Linked DNA regions of Mus musculus: region 2 is linked to region 1. The links are chromatin contacts, called in public HiChIP or PLAC-seq maps. All regions are on one chromosome and are shown on one strand. The core of a region is the stretch at or near the end of the contact, and the rest is flanking DNA. Distances in the headings are between cores, read along the strand shown. Region 1 overlaps Nr2c1 (nuclear receptor subfamily 2, group C, member 1). Region 2 overlaps Tmcc3 (transmembrane and coiled coil domains 3).

The links. HiChIP or PLAC-seq counts read pairs in DNA pulled down with a chosen protein or histone mark.
Region 2: a contact with region 1 is called in an H3K27ac HiChIP or PLAC-seq map of embryonic stem cells, with 2.4 times the contacts expected there. The contact joins two enhancer-like sites. A contact is called at or near these places in 1 of 115 datasets of contacts at active chromatin or transcription factors (embryonic stem cells) and 1 of 9 other capture datasets (pancreatic islet).

Annotation. Positions count from the first base shown.
Region 1 is chr10:94,156,758-94,164,387 of GRCm38.p6, forward strand. Nr2c1 (nuclear receptor subfamily 2, group C, member 1) reads left to right here. Exons shown (of 14, transcript NM_011629.3): 2 at 150-222; 3 at 5,493-5,687; 4 at 6,972-7,050. The coding sequence starts at 169. Among named protein-coding and RNA genes, the nearest start is that of Nr2c1, 13 kb to the left of the region's middle. Within about 2 kb of position 2,639, at least 7 of the 459 cell types and tissues checked have an H3K27ac peak or open chromatin away from gene starts, as enhancers often do. A contact at or near this core is called in embryonic stem cells, where this site is marked.
Region 2 is chr10:94,526,543-94,534,172 of GRCm38.p6, forward strand. The region is part of intron 1 of Tmcc3 (transmembrane and coiled coil domains 3); the gene reads left to right. Among named protein-coding and RNA genes, the nearest start is that of Gm40743, 15 kb to the left of the region's middle. Within about 2 kb of position 5,034, at least 34 of the 459 cell types and tissues checked have an H3K27ac peak or open chromatin away from gene starts, as enhancers often do. A contact at or near this core is called in embryonic stem cells, where this site is marked.

The DNA of each region.
Region 1 (7,630 bases), core at 1,389-3,888:
CCATTGGGCAATTCCCTTTCATACGCCGCTGCCTGTACCGGACGATTTTAAAGAAAATCTTAGGCAGCATATAATTTCACTTTCAGTTTCTTCAGTAAATATTTTATATATATAATTGTAAAAAGTTTTTTTTTTTTTATCTTTGGCAGATATTTTGACCATTCGATCATGGCGACCATAGAAGAAATTGCACATCAAATTATCGACCAACAGATGGGTGAGGTATGTGTAGTTTACAGTTTATCTGCTGGCCTACCAAGCCTCTATTCTTTATGCTAAATGTCCGCATTAGGTTACAGAAGTACCGGGATGAAAGATAGCTCAGCTTTCAGACAGCTTTCCTATGCAGTTGGAAGCAGTTAAATAATTGCAATAGAATACGGTAAGTACTGTGACTTTAGTGACATCTACAAAAAAAAAGTTTATAACAATAAATAAACAAAAAGCTAATAAAGCCTTAGGATAGGAGGGGCTCTGATCAGAGAATGCTGCTTGGTGGTTAGGAAAACTGAGATCAGTCAGAAATTACTACATCCTATTTTTAGCAAAAATTAACCATGGCATGGCATGCTTTTGGAGTTTTATCCAAAATTTTTGACATCATTACTCATGTAGACAGTATTAATCTTGACTCTTCTTTTTTTTTGGGGGGGGGTTGGTTTTGTTTTTTTTTGTTGTTGTTTTGTTTTGTTTTGTTTTGAGACAGGGTTTTTCTGTGTAGCTCTGGCTGTCCTGGAACTCACTCTGTAGACCAGGCTGGCCTCGAACTCAGAAATCGGCCTGCCTCTGCCTCCCAAGTGCTGGGATTAAAGGGCGTGCGCCACCACTGCCCGGCCGATCTTGGCTCTTCTGTCTGAACTATTTTGACCAAGTCTATCATGTTTTTGGTTTTGGTTTTTCAAGACACTGGGCACGTCAGGCCTCAGAACTATATAGTACAACACTATCTTGTCTTAGTGACCTTCTCTGGCCTCCATTCACTGTAGGAAAGAGGGGTAGGCTGCTATAAAATAGTGCTGAATAAAAGCCCGTCTCAGGAACGTGGGAGGTGGCTCATCTGTATAGAGGTGCTTGCCACTAAGTCTGAGTTTGGTCCCCAGAAAAACAAAGAAAGAAAGGTGGGGGAGGGAAAGAAGGAAAGAGAAAGAAAGGAAAGAAGGATGGATGAAGAACTCTCAAAGGTGTCCTCCCTCTCCACACGTATGGTATGGAGTGTATGCATGCACACACACATAAATGTAAAAAACTTAAAAATATAAAAATAAATATCAGGCACAATGCAGATCAGTGGTATGTATGATCCAGGGTGGTTAGCACACAGTCTGATAATAACCACGGATGGCTCCTTATGGCAAGAGTTGTCCTTAGTAATGACTGGGATCAGACCTTTGAGCTAGCTCAGCAAGTAGAGGCACTTCACTCACTAAGCAAACCTGACGACATGAGTTTAAACCCTGGAACCCACAGAAAGGTGAAAGGAAAGAAACAACTCCAGAGAGTTGTCCTGGGACTTGCATATACATGTAGTCTCTCATACACACACACAATATTAATAGCTAAGATAGTTTTAGCTACCTCGTATAAGTGAATCTTATGTTAATAGTAATGCTGATAGTGAAATAAAAATCAATTAAAGCTTCCTCAGGATATTAGTACCTATAGACAACAATTATTGATTTGCCAGGCTACTGGCACACGGCTATAATCTCAGAACTCAGGAGGCAGGAGCAAGAGGCTCTCATAAGACAAAGTATCTGTCTCTTCAGAGCTCTGCCTGCCCCGCTCTGTTCTCCATTTGTATATAACAGAACTCCTGATTCCATGCTGCAGCTAACTTTCACAAAGCTACACATCATGTTTTGGTGTGGTACCAATGGACAATTTCCACAGCTTGAAATGCTATTAAATTATTCCCTTCTTTTCCATACTATCTATGTGAGACTGGGTTGTTTGGTTTTTTTTTTTTTTAATTCTGAACCAAAACCTGCATATCCTAGTAGGTTAAATGAAGAGACAGATATGAACTTACAACTTCATTAAGCCAGGCATTGAAAGAGTTCACAGAAATATAAATTACCACGACTCTTACTACTACATATTTAGTGAAGAAATAAACTTAGTTTTCATAAGTTATTTCCCATCAGAATATGCATAGTTTTTAAATGAATAAAGGGTTTTTAATTATCTTGGAAATTTCATTATACCTCTCCCAAGCCTAGTTTCTTTGTTTCATTTCCCCAGAACCGTCAGGGTAGAGCTAGAATATGGCCCCAGGCCTCGGGAACTTCTTTGAGCAGTTGTACAGGATATCCTGTGATCAGTCCCAGCAGCCCACTGGTTTACAGATAGGCAGTCATGAATGCAAATGAAAGGCTCCCAGGCCTGGGCCTGGGCAGGGGTTGGGGACACTGTGCCAGAGCACACATTTGTGGGACTAGATAAAGCAAGATGTGTCCCCTGTCACCAGGGACTCTTCCAAAGCATCGTACAGCTTCGCCCTGTAGTCATTCTAGCCCAGGAGAAACTTGGTAAAGTTCAACTTGAGAATTACATTTCTTGGCTTGTCCCTCCCTTTGAACTGAACCGCCTCTGCGACAGATAGGGAGGTGTCCTTCCCATTGTCATTGATCGAGATGTGTATGTCGGTGAGGGGGAACGGTTTCCCCAGTGCAGGTGTTACAGCTCTGAAGGAAAAAGGACCCTGGCAGCCGGGAGCCAAGGATTTACCACAAAGTCACACCACACAGCAAACCTCACACAGGAGATGTACTGGGAGGGGAAACCATCAGCGACAGGGAGCTGAGCAGGAGGCAGGTTTATATAGGGTTTCTGGGGAGCAGAGCTCTCCTGGGCGGTCTGATCTTGGGGAAAGCTCAGGGATTGGTGGGATTTCATTCTTTGGGGCTGGTGTTATCCACCCCACCCCCCAACCCCTTGGCCCTGATCTCTGGCTTGGGGTCAAGTCAGGGTCAGAGTGTTCTTTTTCCTTGGCACTTTTACCCTGCAATGTCAAATTTGACATGGTAGCTGCCTCCTGACATTTTGAGTGTGAGAATTGTTTACCTAATTACAGTTCTTCTCCATCAAAGACCAAGTTTATTGTCTTTCTTTTTCAATTATTCTGTTATACTGTATTAAATAAATACCCTTTTATGGGTCTAATGTTTTAACCCAGTGGCAGTTAGATCATGCATATACCTAATTCTCTTTTCTAAAAACTGACTGAATATTGGACTTTTAATTACAATGGGTTTTGTTGAAAGAAACAATCTGAACTAGAATAGACAACAATGTTAAATGTGGTATGCTGGCTAGTTTTTGTCTACTTGACTGAAGATAGAGTCATTTTGGAAGAGGGAACCTTATTTGAGAAAATTTGCCTTGGCCTATGGGTAAGCCTGTGGTTTCTTTTCTTTTCTTTTGGTGTTTGTTTGTTTGTTTGTTTGTTGTTTTTTTTGAGACAGAGTTTCTCTGTGTTTGCCTGGCTGTCCTGGAACTCACTCTGTAAACCAGGCTGGCCTGGAACTCAGAAATCCGCCTGCCTCTGCCTCCCAAGTGCTGGGACTAAAGGCGTGTGGTGGTGGCGCCTGGCAGCCTGTGGTTTCTTGATTGATGATTAATATGGGAGGGTCCAGCCCACCGTGGGCAGAAGGTTCCACCCTAGGCTGTGGTCCTGGGTGCTGGAAGATGGCAGGCAGGCTGAGCAAGCCATGAGGAACAAGCCAGTAAGCATGGGTCTCTGCTTCAGTGCCTGCCCTCAGGTTCCTGCTCTCTCTTCCTTCCATGATGGACTGTGAAGTAAACCCTTTCCTCTCTAAGTTGCTTTGATAGTGATGTTTTATCACAACAATCGAAACCCTAAGGAAGTAAGACCCATGTTAACATTTGTTACAAATGAACTGGTGTTCAAAGCCAAGTCCTGTAGGAAGCTGGAAATTATTGAAGTTAGAGCCTGGGAATGGTAGAGATAGCTATGAAAAAATATAATCGAGTACATGAAAAACAAAGCAAAGCTACCCAGACGTGGTATAACGAAGTATTTACCTAATCCAACAGTAGCAAGAAAGAGAAGTAGTTACCTAATCCATTTTAATGTTCAACAAAGAAAGTTCAAATGATAGCAGCTCTAATCAATACCAAAAAAAGCTTCATTAGCCATTCAGAACTTTGAAAGTTTGCACACAAAATAGTTTCAGAAAAGTAGAAAAAATATTGAAACAAATTTGAAGTTGGGTCAAATATTAAATCAGCTTACTAAGGCTTATTTTAGGAAATACTTGATTTGTAATAAAAGTTGTCAATGTTGAGGGGGTTCTCTCCTTCATGAATTCACTCTGGCATAGACTGTCCTGTCAGCAGAGGCCACTCTTATCCTTACTACTCAGTCCAGTGTTCCGTGACCACCCTTGACTAACCTCCCAACCACCAGCTCATCCCAGTGGTGTACTTCTGTACGCTACTTATGGGTTCTTATCTCTACCTCTCTTCCAACCCTCATTCCGCCCTAATCCCTTCCAGCCCCACAACACTAGGTAAGAGAGAGAGAGGTTAGAGGGAAAGGGGGCATAGACCTCTATAGGCGCTATGGGCTGTCATGTTTCTTATGGGCCAGTCCAACCTTTGTCTTCAGGGTAACTCCAACTTCTTCTTCTTGTCAAACAATAGCAACCAGGAGCCGCAGAGGGGAGGAAGAGCAGCAGAGGGAAGGAGGAGCAGCAGAGGAAGCAGGAGCAGCAGAGGGGAGGAGGAGCAGCAGAGGGAAGGAGGAGCAGCAGAGGGAGGAGGAGGAGGAGCAGCAAAGGGGAGGAGGAGCAGCAGAGGGAGGAGGAGGAGCAGCAAAGGGGAGGAGGAGCAGCAGAGGGAGGAGGAGGAGCAGCAGAGGGGAGGAGGAGCAGCAGAGGGAGGAGGAGGAGCAGCAGAGGGGAGGAGGAGCAGCAAAGGGGAGGAGGAGCAGCAAAGGGGAGGAGGAGCAGCAGAGGGAGGAGGAGGAGCAGCAGAGGGGAGGAGGAGCAGCAGCCTGCCTGCCTACCTGCCGTTCCCCCTAAAATTATCTTCACTGCTACTTTGTAACTGTAATTTTGTTTTTGTGAATTGTGACGTAAGTCTCTGTGATCGGGTCTCTTGCATTCCACAAAGCGCTCAGGACCCACAGGTTGAGAACCAACAGTCTAAGTGAGAAGTAGTGAAAGAAGGAAGAAATCAAAATAGTGACGTAAACTAACCTCACCATTGCACCTTTGTAAATTTCACACGTGCTCGCTTCTAGCAGAATTTCATTAGAAGTAGTGTTGCCATTTAAAAGGTATATAACTGGCTTCTCTAGCTTTGTTTTGAGGTTAAAACTGATTCATTGAAGAACACAAAAGTCAGACATGGTAGTCCGTCCCTGTTCTCCAGTACTCAGGAGGCTGAGACAGCAGGTCATGGGTTCAAGGCCAGCAAACAAACCTGATTGAGTTGAACCAATCATTAATGTGCCATGATTGTGTTAGATTGTTACAGAGCAGCAGACTGGACAGAAAATCCAGATCGTGACAGCACTTGACCACAGCACACAGGGCAAGCAGTTCATTCTGGCAAACCACGAGGGATCCACGCCAGGGAAAGTCTTCCTCACAACTCCAGACGCCGCAGGTGTCAACCAGTTGTTTTTTACCAGTCCTGATCTGTCCGCACCGCACCTCCAGGTAAGTGAGGAAAAGATGTCTCTTCTCTTGTACGGGCAGACAAAGACGGATAGAAAAGTCAATCTGGAAGAAGAAACTCGAGCTCTTTGCCATCATCCTAATAACTATGCCTAGTGGCGAGCTCTTGATGTAATTTAATAGGCTTAGTAGTTCACCCAAGAGCACCTTACCATTCTCACTAATGGCCAGTTATATGGTGTTTTTATGTAGCAGTCATAATTGCATAATTATAATTACTCCCATTGATAAGAGTTTATGTATAACTCCTTTTCTTTTTTGAAAAAGAATCCATAACTATCTTTTCTTTGAAAATCCACAACAATTTTTTTTTTTTTTAAATCCACAACTATGCTGTCACTTTGGGGTTTGGAGGCAGCCGGGCTATCCTTCTGGCACACAGTCTTCCTGTAACCCAGGCTGTTTTGAACTCACAGACCCTTGCCCCCTAGCCTCCCACGTGCTGGCATGACACCTGCGAATCACTGCATCCAGCTTTATTATATTTTTTTGCAGTGCCATTCAATGATAGTTTGGAAGGGTTCTGAACTGTCAAAGACAAATGTCATGAAAGGTCTTAGAACTTTTAGAATAATTACACATGTTTTATATGAATAGCATCAGTGTATATGAGTGGCTTACATTCCAAAACACTCATGTATTTGTGTGTTGAGAGCTTTTTAAAAAAGATTTATTTATTTCATATGTATGTATATACCTGAGGACATGTGTATGCGTAACATGTGTGCAGGCACCTGTGCAGGTCAGAAGAAGGCATCAATGCCTGAACTAGTCTTACCCATCAGTTGTGAATTCCTGTTGTGGGTGCTGGGAACTGAACCCGCTCTTCAAGAGCAGCAAGTGCCCCTAACCATGGGGTCACCACCAGTTGGGGTTTGGTATGTTGGTTTTGAGGGAGTCTCACTATGTAGCCCTGGCTGGACTAAGTAGACCAGGCTGGCCTTGAATTCACAAAGATCCACCTGGCTTCCCCACCCCACCCCACAGTACTAGGATTAAAGGTGTGTGTCACCCAGGCCACTCATTGTTTCTTAGTGGAATTGTGATTGCTGTGGAAGAAGTGAAAAGAAACTCATAGTTTTCACCTCATATAACACTGAAGTTTTTGCCTATGTGTGAAAGAAAACTAGCATAACTGGTATATCCATATTAGTAGGGTTCTTAGTTTTAAGAATAATTCACGTCACAGTAAGAAGTAACTCCAACTGCATATTTTTGGACAACATGAAGCTGTTGTAATTAATAACATTTTTCTTCTTTTAAAAGCTCTTAACAGAAAAGTCTCCTGACCAGGGACCAAATAAGGTTTTTGATCTTTGTGTCGTGTGTGGAGACAAAGCATCAGGTATGATTACAAATAATCCTGTGTATGTTAATCTGTTAAAGTAACTGATCCTGAACTGTGGTTCCTCCAAAATTAAAAAATAAACGGAAGAACATGTTGTTTTTATGCTTCATATTTATGGCCTATAAGACTTTACCTTTCTCTGGTTTTTATTTGTTTTGTTTTATTTTTATTTCAGTGTCAGTTAATTTGATTTCTAATGGTATAAAATATTTGTTTTGGTTTCACTGTCTAGAGGTAAACACATAGAAAACTTTTAAATGTAAAAATTAAATTTGCCAAAGGAATCATTGAAAAATGAATTGTGGTCTTTAATAATACAGTATGGTGTTAATATATTGTTAACACACTTCCCAAAACCCTGCTTCAAGAGTTCAGAGGACGGTGAGTTGCAGAAGTAGAAGACTCTTTGGTAAGTCTTTATTAGCAGTTCCCCACGACAGATTTACAATGGACCAGGCCCAACCCTGACTAGTTTCTGCAATCAGATAGGGTCTGCTGGAGACAGACTGGGTGGGCTGTTCTCAGAGTTGGTTATAAGTGCTCAGTGATAAGCCATTGAAGTTTGACTGTCGCTTAC
Region 2 (7,630 bases), core at 3,784-6,283, 370 kb after region 1:
AATAGTGACCCGAGAGAAACTGAGGCAGCCAGTGGAAGACCTTCTGCTAAAGAGCAGAACCCCTAGAAGATAGAGGAGGATAGCGTTCAAAGATCATACCCAGATTGTGAGGCGAAGGGAAATTCTAAGCGGCATGGGGTTGTTTTAAAGTCAGATTGAACACAATTACTCTGTGTATGTTGACTTGGAATGCGAGGCAGTTGAGTGATGTCTGGAATGGAGTTGTCCAAAATCATGCCCTAGCTGAGAAGCAGTCTCTGATGTGTGACCGTTGTCCAAAAGTCATGCCCTAACTGAAAGCTATGCTGTAGCACCTAAAATGGTTAACCTAAATGTTTGCATTTGTACGAGGGGTCAGGGGGTCAGAAGTCCCTCTGCCTGCCTTGTAAATCTATTGTGATCATCATGAAAGGCCAAACTTGACTTCAGATCGTCATCGATGTACTATTTTAATCTCACTAATTGGAACAGGTGCCCTCTGTTTGAGGATGAATCACTGGCTGGCATGGATCTCCATTTATCTGACAGTGTGCGGCCCATTCAGTAAGAGCTGATGATTGTTCTGGCATCAGGCAAAGGGCTTACGAGCCCAGTGGAAAAAGCAACAAGGGACTCTGCGGAGACAGAAGAAATGTAGCAGTCTCATGCATTTCAGGGTCTGCACGTAGAACAAGCACGACTGAGGGCTGTGGCTCACTGTAGCATGACCAGTTGCTGGGGTGAGGTGCTCACGTGCGTTCTAGATGAGAAGAAGGCAAGTGAGCCTCTGTTGACTCTCCCTGATGAGACCCCATGCTTCAGGAAGACTGTGTGTCCTAGTGTTCTCAGGCACTCATCTGCAGGCATAGGGAAGGGGCGTGCCCTACTGTAGAGGCTCAGGCAGAAACACCGTAAGATGCTTCTAATGGAAGCAGAGATAACCTGAGATTATGAACTCCTCAGCTTTATCTTTATAGTAAGTATGCGTGTTAGGTGCTTTGTCACCGTGATAAAGCACATGACATTGGCAATGGAACTGAAGAGAAGACTGCTTTTTGCTTAGTTTAACTTTGAGTCTGTAGTCTTTGGTTCTGTTGATTCTGGGCTTATGTTGAGGTAGAACTTCATGGTAGTGGGAATGGGTGGCAAAGAGTACTCACTTAATGGTGGGCAAAAAAAAAAAACAAACAAAAAAACAAACAAACAAACAAAAAACACAAAGAGGAGAAGGGACTGGGGAACAGTGACAGCCTCCAAGAACAATGTGCCCAGCGACTTAATTCCTCTAGCTAGACTATTTCTCCTAAACCAGTGGTTCTCCACCTGTGAGTCTAGACTCCTTTGGGGGTACTGAGCAACCCTGCCTTAGTTAGGGTTTTATTGCTGTGAAGTAACACCATGACCAAGACAACTTGTATAAAAGATGACATTTAATTGGTGTAGCAGTTTTTGATTAATTTGCTCAATCTCCCTGCGGCAGCAGTGTGAGTTCCTAGCTACTGCCCTGATGTTGTGCATTTTCGAATGAAAGACACACACACACACACACACACACACATACACAGAACATGCCATATATTTAATATGCCCTAAGCAACTCAATGGCAGGGCCACTCCCAAACCTCCATGAGGCTAGCACACTCTCCCCTCTGATATTCCTGAATTATTACTTACTAAAACCTGTATTCCATCCTGACCGTCCCAGCCTACAGCCCTCCTGGGCCATGGTTGGCAGTCTCTCTGTCCTGCACTTCGCAGGCCTGATCTTTCTGCTTCCCCATCATGGCAGTTCATAGGGCATATTACATATAAGGCTGAGTGTGTGTCTTTCATTGAGAAGTCACAACATTGGGGCAGTAGCTGCTGGGAGATTAGAATGGATTAATTAAATACCACTACAGATGGCGCCCCACATTAAACACCAATTGTTACTGGAATTTTCAACCCCAATAAGTATATATATATATCACAATCCACACAATTATGATTATAAGCTATGTGCCTAGATTGGGCACATCTAGCACTATGCTAACTTATTCCCCAGCTATAAGACCCTTTGCTACTTGCAGTTTCTTCTGGCCATGTGGTTGTCCATCATGACTTCCTCCTCCTCTTCCATCCTTACTCCTCTCTTCTCGTTCCCCTCTCTCCCACTCCCTAACACCTCCCATCACACCTTTCCCCACTACTGCCCAATCACAGGCTCTAGCCTTTGTTGACCAGTTAAAATGGGTAAAAGATTCACTTGAGATCACCTGCTTGTTGGGGGCAGCCCCTCCTGAGGAAACAGGACATCAGAATATAAGCAGCATCTGGGCCACCCACAACAAATTGGACCTGGCTTATAGTTTCAGAGGTTCCTAGCAGAAAGCATGGCAGCATGCAGGCAGATATGGTGCTGGAGAAGGAACTGAGAGCTCTATACCTTGATCTGCAGGAACCAAAGAGGAGACTAGATTCCACAGTGGGCAGAGCTTGAGCATAGGAGACCCCAAGCCCATCCCCACAGTGACACACTTCCTCCAACAAGGCCACACCTCCTAATAGTGCCACTCCCCATGGACCAAGCATTTAAACACATGACTCTATAGGGCCATACCTATTCAAACCACCACAGACCCTTACCCAAAGGTTGCCTAAGACCATTGGAAAACACAGATATTTACATTAGGATTCATAACAGTAGCAAAATTATAGTTGTGAAGTAGCAACGAAAATAATTTTATGGTTGGGGGTCACCACAGCATGAGGAACTGCATGAAAGGGTCACAGCAATAGGAAGGTTGAGAACCACTGTCCTCAAGGTTCCAGAATGTCCCCAAATCGTCCCACTAGCTAGGATGTCAAGCATTTGTTTAACAATGGGGGATCATTGGATATTCAAACTGTGATAATGTATGTTCATAGTCCTATCAGTGCATTAGCACAGAATCCCAGCTGCTTAACCTGATAACCCAGAGTCTCTCAAATAATGTCAGTCCTTCAGTCAGTCCAGCACTTGACCTGATCCCTTTCACAGAGGACTACCAGTTCCTCCATGATTGTAGGCACCCATTATATACTCTCTAGGGATGTGGTGCGGTCTCTTCACCTGGGCTTGGAGCCTTGGTACATGGTCGAGACTTTGTAAATGTTGAATGGGTCAGTACAAATGATGCTCTGGGGACTGGCAAGATGAGACTGTGCCAAGGACCAGCCTCGGCTTGGAGAGGGTTCCTGAGGAAGGGGTGTCTGGGAGCTGGTGAGACAAATGGCTCACAGTCAAATCGTGGGTCCAAGCTGACAGCCAAGGTTCTACTCAAAACAGCTTTCCCGATTGCACTCTCTGTCTGTCTATCCCTTCCCCTCTCCCCTCTCCCCTCCCCTCTCCCCCTCCCCACTCTGTGTACAGAAAACAAACCAACAAGCAACCATTTATAGACCCACCAGGAATAATACACTACTGAGCCGAGGCTCACATCCTCAAACACCCAAGCTTTCTTGGGATTTTGGTTCCTATTGATATGCTAGGTGAAACTGGTGGCTCGTTTCAACTATTTTCCTGTTGCAAATGAGGCAGGTTGTATATGAAAGTTTTAAATTTTGTACAGTGTTTGATTTTACAAGAAACTGCTGGGGACAGTAGTGACATTCCCCTGTATCCTCTAAGCCACTTCCTCCAGATGGTTAAGTCTCACAGAACTAGAAACACAACAGGTTGATTGTGTTGTCATAGGCTACAGAACTAGAAACACAACAGGTTGATTGTGTTGTCAGAGGCTCAGAGCAAGCATTTGTCTATGTGTGAGCCCCCTGTTTATCTATTCTGGCCACATACACACTCAACTTCGGAGCAGATTTGCAGGAGCCTTCTATCTATTAGAGAAGTTGCCATGGGCATGCGGTTCCCCAGTGTTGTTATTCCTGACTGTATCCATTTCTCTTACCATGTAACAATTGCACAGGAGCATCTTTGAAACAAAGTCTGCTCATTGTTCCATGGTTTGCCTGGCTCGAAGTCTGGGTGCACTACAACCACATCCCCTGAGAGTTTCATCAGCCTGAAATCAAAGTGTCAGGCAGGACAGAAGTCTCAAGGGAGACCCAGGGGTCCTTTTGTAAGCTCTCTGGTTGCTCACAAAGTTATGTTTCTTGCAACTGAAGCCCTCAGAGGCTGTCTACCATTCCCTGCCACATGGCCCCTTCACAGCTTGCTTCTTCAAGACCTACAGACCCCAGTCCGTTGGCTCTCTTACCTCTAGATCCTTGTTTTGAGCTTGCCAGGGCCGACATATATGTTGTTTTGATTTATGTCAACTGATTAGGAGCCTTAATTGTATTTGGAGAATTCCTTGCCCTTTGCCATAGAAGATAGCCTAGTCATGGAGTAAGGTCCTGTCTCAAGTCTTGCGGGCATCCAGGGTGAGGAGGATCATATGTTGGCTACTGTCTTAGAAGTCTGCTAATCATGCTGGTTTATGCTCTGTGAGGATGGAGGGGCATAGATAGAGCTAGCATATAGAGAACATGTAGTAACATATATAGGACATACATAGAAAACACTGGGTAATAGCAGCAGACCTGCCATGCAGACATTTGGAAGTGCTTAGGTGTGGAGGTTTCTTCGGATAGCCTTTGCTCTCCGCAAGCCCAGGATGCTTGTGTTCTCCTAATGCGTTTTATGATTTTCGTTTCCCTGCCTTTGGATTTTGGAACTAGGTAGAATCTCTTGGCTGCTTTCCATATGTTCCAACACTATTTTTTTTTTTTTTGCATAGTTACCTGTTTTTAAAAATATACTGCTTCCCATATGGACGGAACTTAATTATTTTATCTTTTTCTTTGAGTTTTAAAAACTAATGAACTCAGCTGGTTGTAATTCTGATGCATTTATTCTGAATCTTCATTCCCCTCTCCCCCAACCTCCTGCCTCAAGGAATTGAAATGTGCATTTTGAGAACTCTAGTTGAAGCATTTAGAAAACTTCAGGCAGGCATGATTCCAGTATCCTTTACAAAGAGAGGCCAAAGGAGGGAGTTGGGGACAGTGAAGGTTTGTGTGCCTGTGAATACAGATGGCTCAGTGGGGAGAAGGTCTTGCTGTGCAAGTCTGAGGACCTGGATCCAATCCTTGGAACCCAGAGGGGGAAGAAACAAAGCCTGACCTCTGACCTCTGACCTCCAAACACACAAGTGACAAAACAAAAATGGCTTCTCACCAAGCTCCTGCTGTGACAAAGTACTCAAAAGGGCCAGGTATGGTAGTAGCACATTCCTGAAATCCCTGCATTGGAGATGCAGAGGCAGGAGAATTGCTGTCAGTTTGAAGCCAGCCAGCTCCATATAGCAAGTTTCAGTTCAACCAGGGCAGTGTGATTAAGACCCAGATTAAGACCCCAACAGTAAGGTAAACCTGACAGAGACCGTTTAAAGGAGTAAGACTCTATTGTGGCTCATGGTTTGAGAGGATATAGTTTTTCCAGGCCACGAAGGCATGGCAGCAGGAGCAGCTTGGTCTATGGCAGGAGCAGGGGGCAGCAGCTTGTTCCAGGCATAAACCAGGAAGCAGAAAGCTTGGGCTAGAAGTGGAGCTAGCCTTGTCTCAGCCTAGCGATTCATCTACTTCCCACTAGGTCCCACCACCACTCACAGGTTCCACAGCCTCACAAAACAGCACCTCTGGCCCGGTGACCCAAGTGTTCAAACGAGATCCCGTGAGATCGTTTTACATTTAAACCATAAGACGTTCGTTTAACCCTTGATGACATTACAAGATTTCAGATCTGGAGGTGATATGCTATTTCTTACCTTGTTCTTGTTTTCTGTTCCCCATTGCCCCTGGCCAAGTATAACTGAATTCTTAGAGGTTGTTTCATGTACCTGTGATGATCTTGGAGCCATCTGCCTGCCTCTAGTTCTGTGTTTGATACACAGACAGGTTGGAGCTGTTGTCTGTGCCCAGAAACTAACATTTACATTCCATAACCCGACCCAGGAGCATCGTCAGGGTGGCGGGAGTATGTTTATATTGCATGCTTTCATTTGGGCAAGGTGCCCTCCCTTACAAGCAAATCACCACATAGTATTGGCTATATAAGGTGGACCAAAGCCTTCCTCACGTGCTGGCCAGGTATGGGGCTCCGTGAACTGGTGCTCCTGGGCACCAAAGTTACCCCTCCCTCCCTTCTTTCCTTCCTTCCCCTGTTCCCAGGAACAGCTGGGGACACTTTCTCATTCCATGTCATTTTCTAGCACCTACAAATGCCCTGCTGTCTGGGTGGGTGGAGGCACCTGATCCTACTGCTGAGGAATTTGACCAGCTCTGTGAGATAGAACACAAATGAAAGTAGGCATGTGTTCTCGTGGCTTTCTTTAAGTTGCGCATTTTAAAATAATTCCTGTGTTTGGGATGATTCTGACAACAAAAGGGTGATAAATAATAAGACACAAGTGAAAGATGAAGCAGCTACTTCTGAACACAAAAACTATTGTTTTTTTCTCCTGCTCAGGCATTTTGGAAGTCTTGGACATTTTGTCAGTAGAGGCTCCTCTAAAGTAATTGCTTTCTTAGTTTACACACCAGCCTAAAATAAGCATGACTTTTTTTTTTTTCTTTAAAGGACAGCAAAGTTATTAAAGTCTCACCAGATTTTAATTTTCTAGCATTTATGATTGCTTTGCTGGTTGAATTTAATTTAAGGTTGAAGCCAGTGCCCTGTGGATGTAACTGCAGTGATGTCAGATTCTAGAATGCTAAGGTGATGAAATGGTCTGTCAGACACAGCAGCTATTGCATAGGGGGGGGAGAATGATTGACAGCTGCTGAGGAGTGTATCAAACTGTTAGCCCAGTGGTTTCCATTCAATCGTAGGTTGGCAGAATTCCTCATGGTAACTAAATCCTTCCGATTCGGAAGCGGGGAGGGTCATTTGGGGAAAAGTTAAGATCCCTAACTTCCCATGGAACCTCTACCAATCTCCCTCCTTGTTTGCATCAGATTCTGGTTACCGCCCCAGGTGCAGCTGTGTGGGTGTGGTCTCTCCTCTGCTTACTCCCAGCTCTCCATCCCTCAAGCACGGCTTTACCCACTGGTAAACCAATCCAATCCAATGTGTTTGCATCATACTATTGGTCATACAAGTAGTATCTCTAGAAACTTGCCCTTTCTCATCATTGTGGAGTGTGTGTGTGTGTGTGTGTGTGTGTGTGTGTAAGAGAGAGAGACAGAGAGAGATTTCCCTCACTTTCATCCCCTCCCTCCTCTTTAAACTGCTGTGCATTACTTCAGTACACAACGGAGAAGGGAACAGAGTGTGTGCACAGCAGTTCTAATGATGAGCAGTTTCTCTGTTGGTTCTGAGGTTTCTATCCCTAGGGGAGAGCATCTCTGGAGAATATACGTCAGAGGGGGAGAGCTAGACCAGAAGAAAAAGAATGTCTTCAGCCTTATGGTCCATTCTTGAGAGCTTTTTTTATTTATTGGGGGGTACATTGTGTGGAAGTCGAAGCACAGCTCTTCCTCTACCTCGTGGATCCCAGGGATTGAACTCAGATCATCACACTTGGCCGCACGCAAGCCTTTTTGCTCACAGAGCCATCCTGCTGGGCAACCACCCACTCTTCAATAGCTTTCCCAACCGCTTCTACTTAAGCAGTGATTTTTATACATTTTT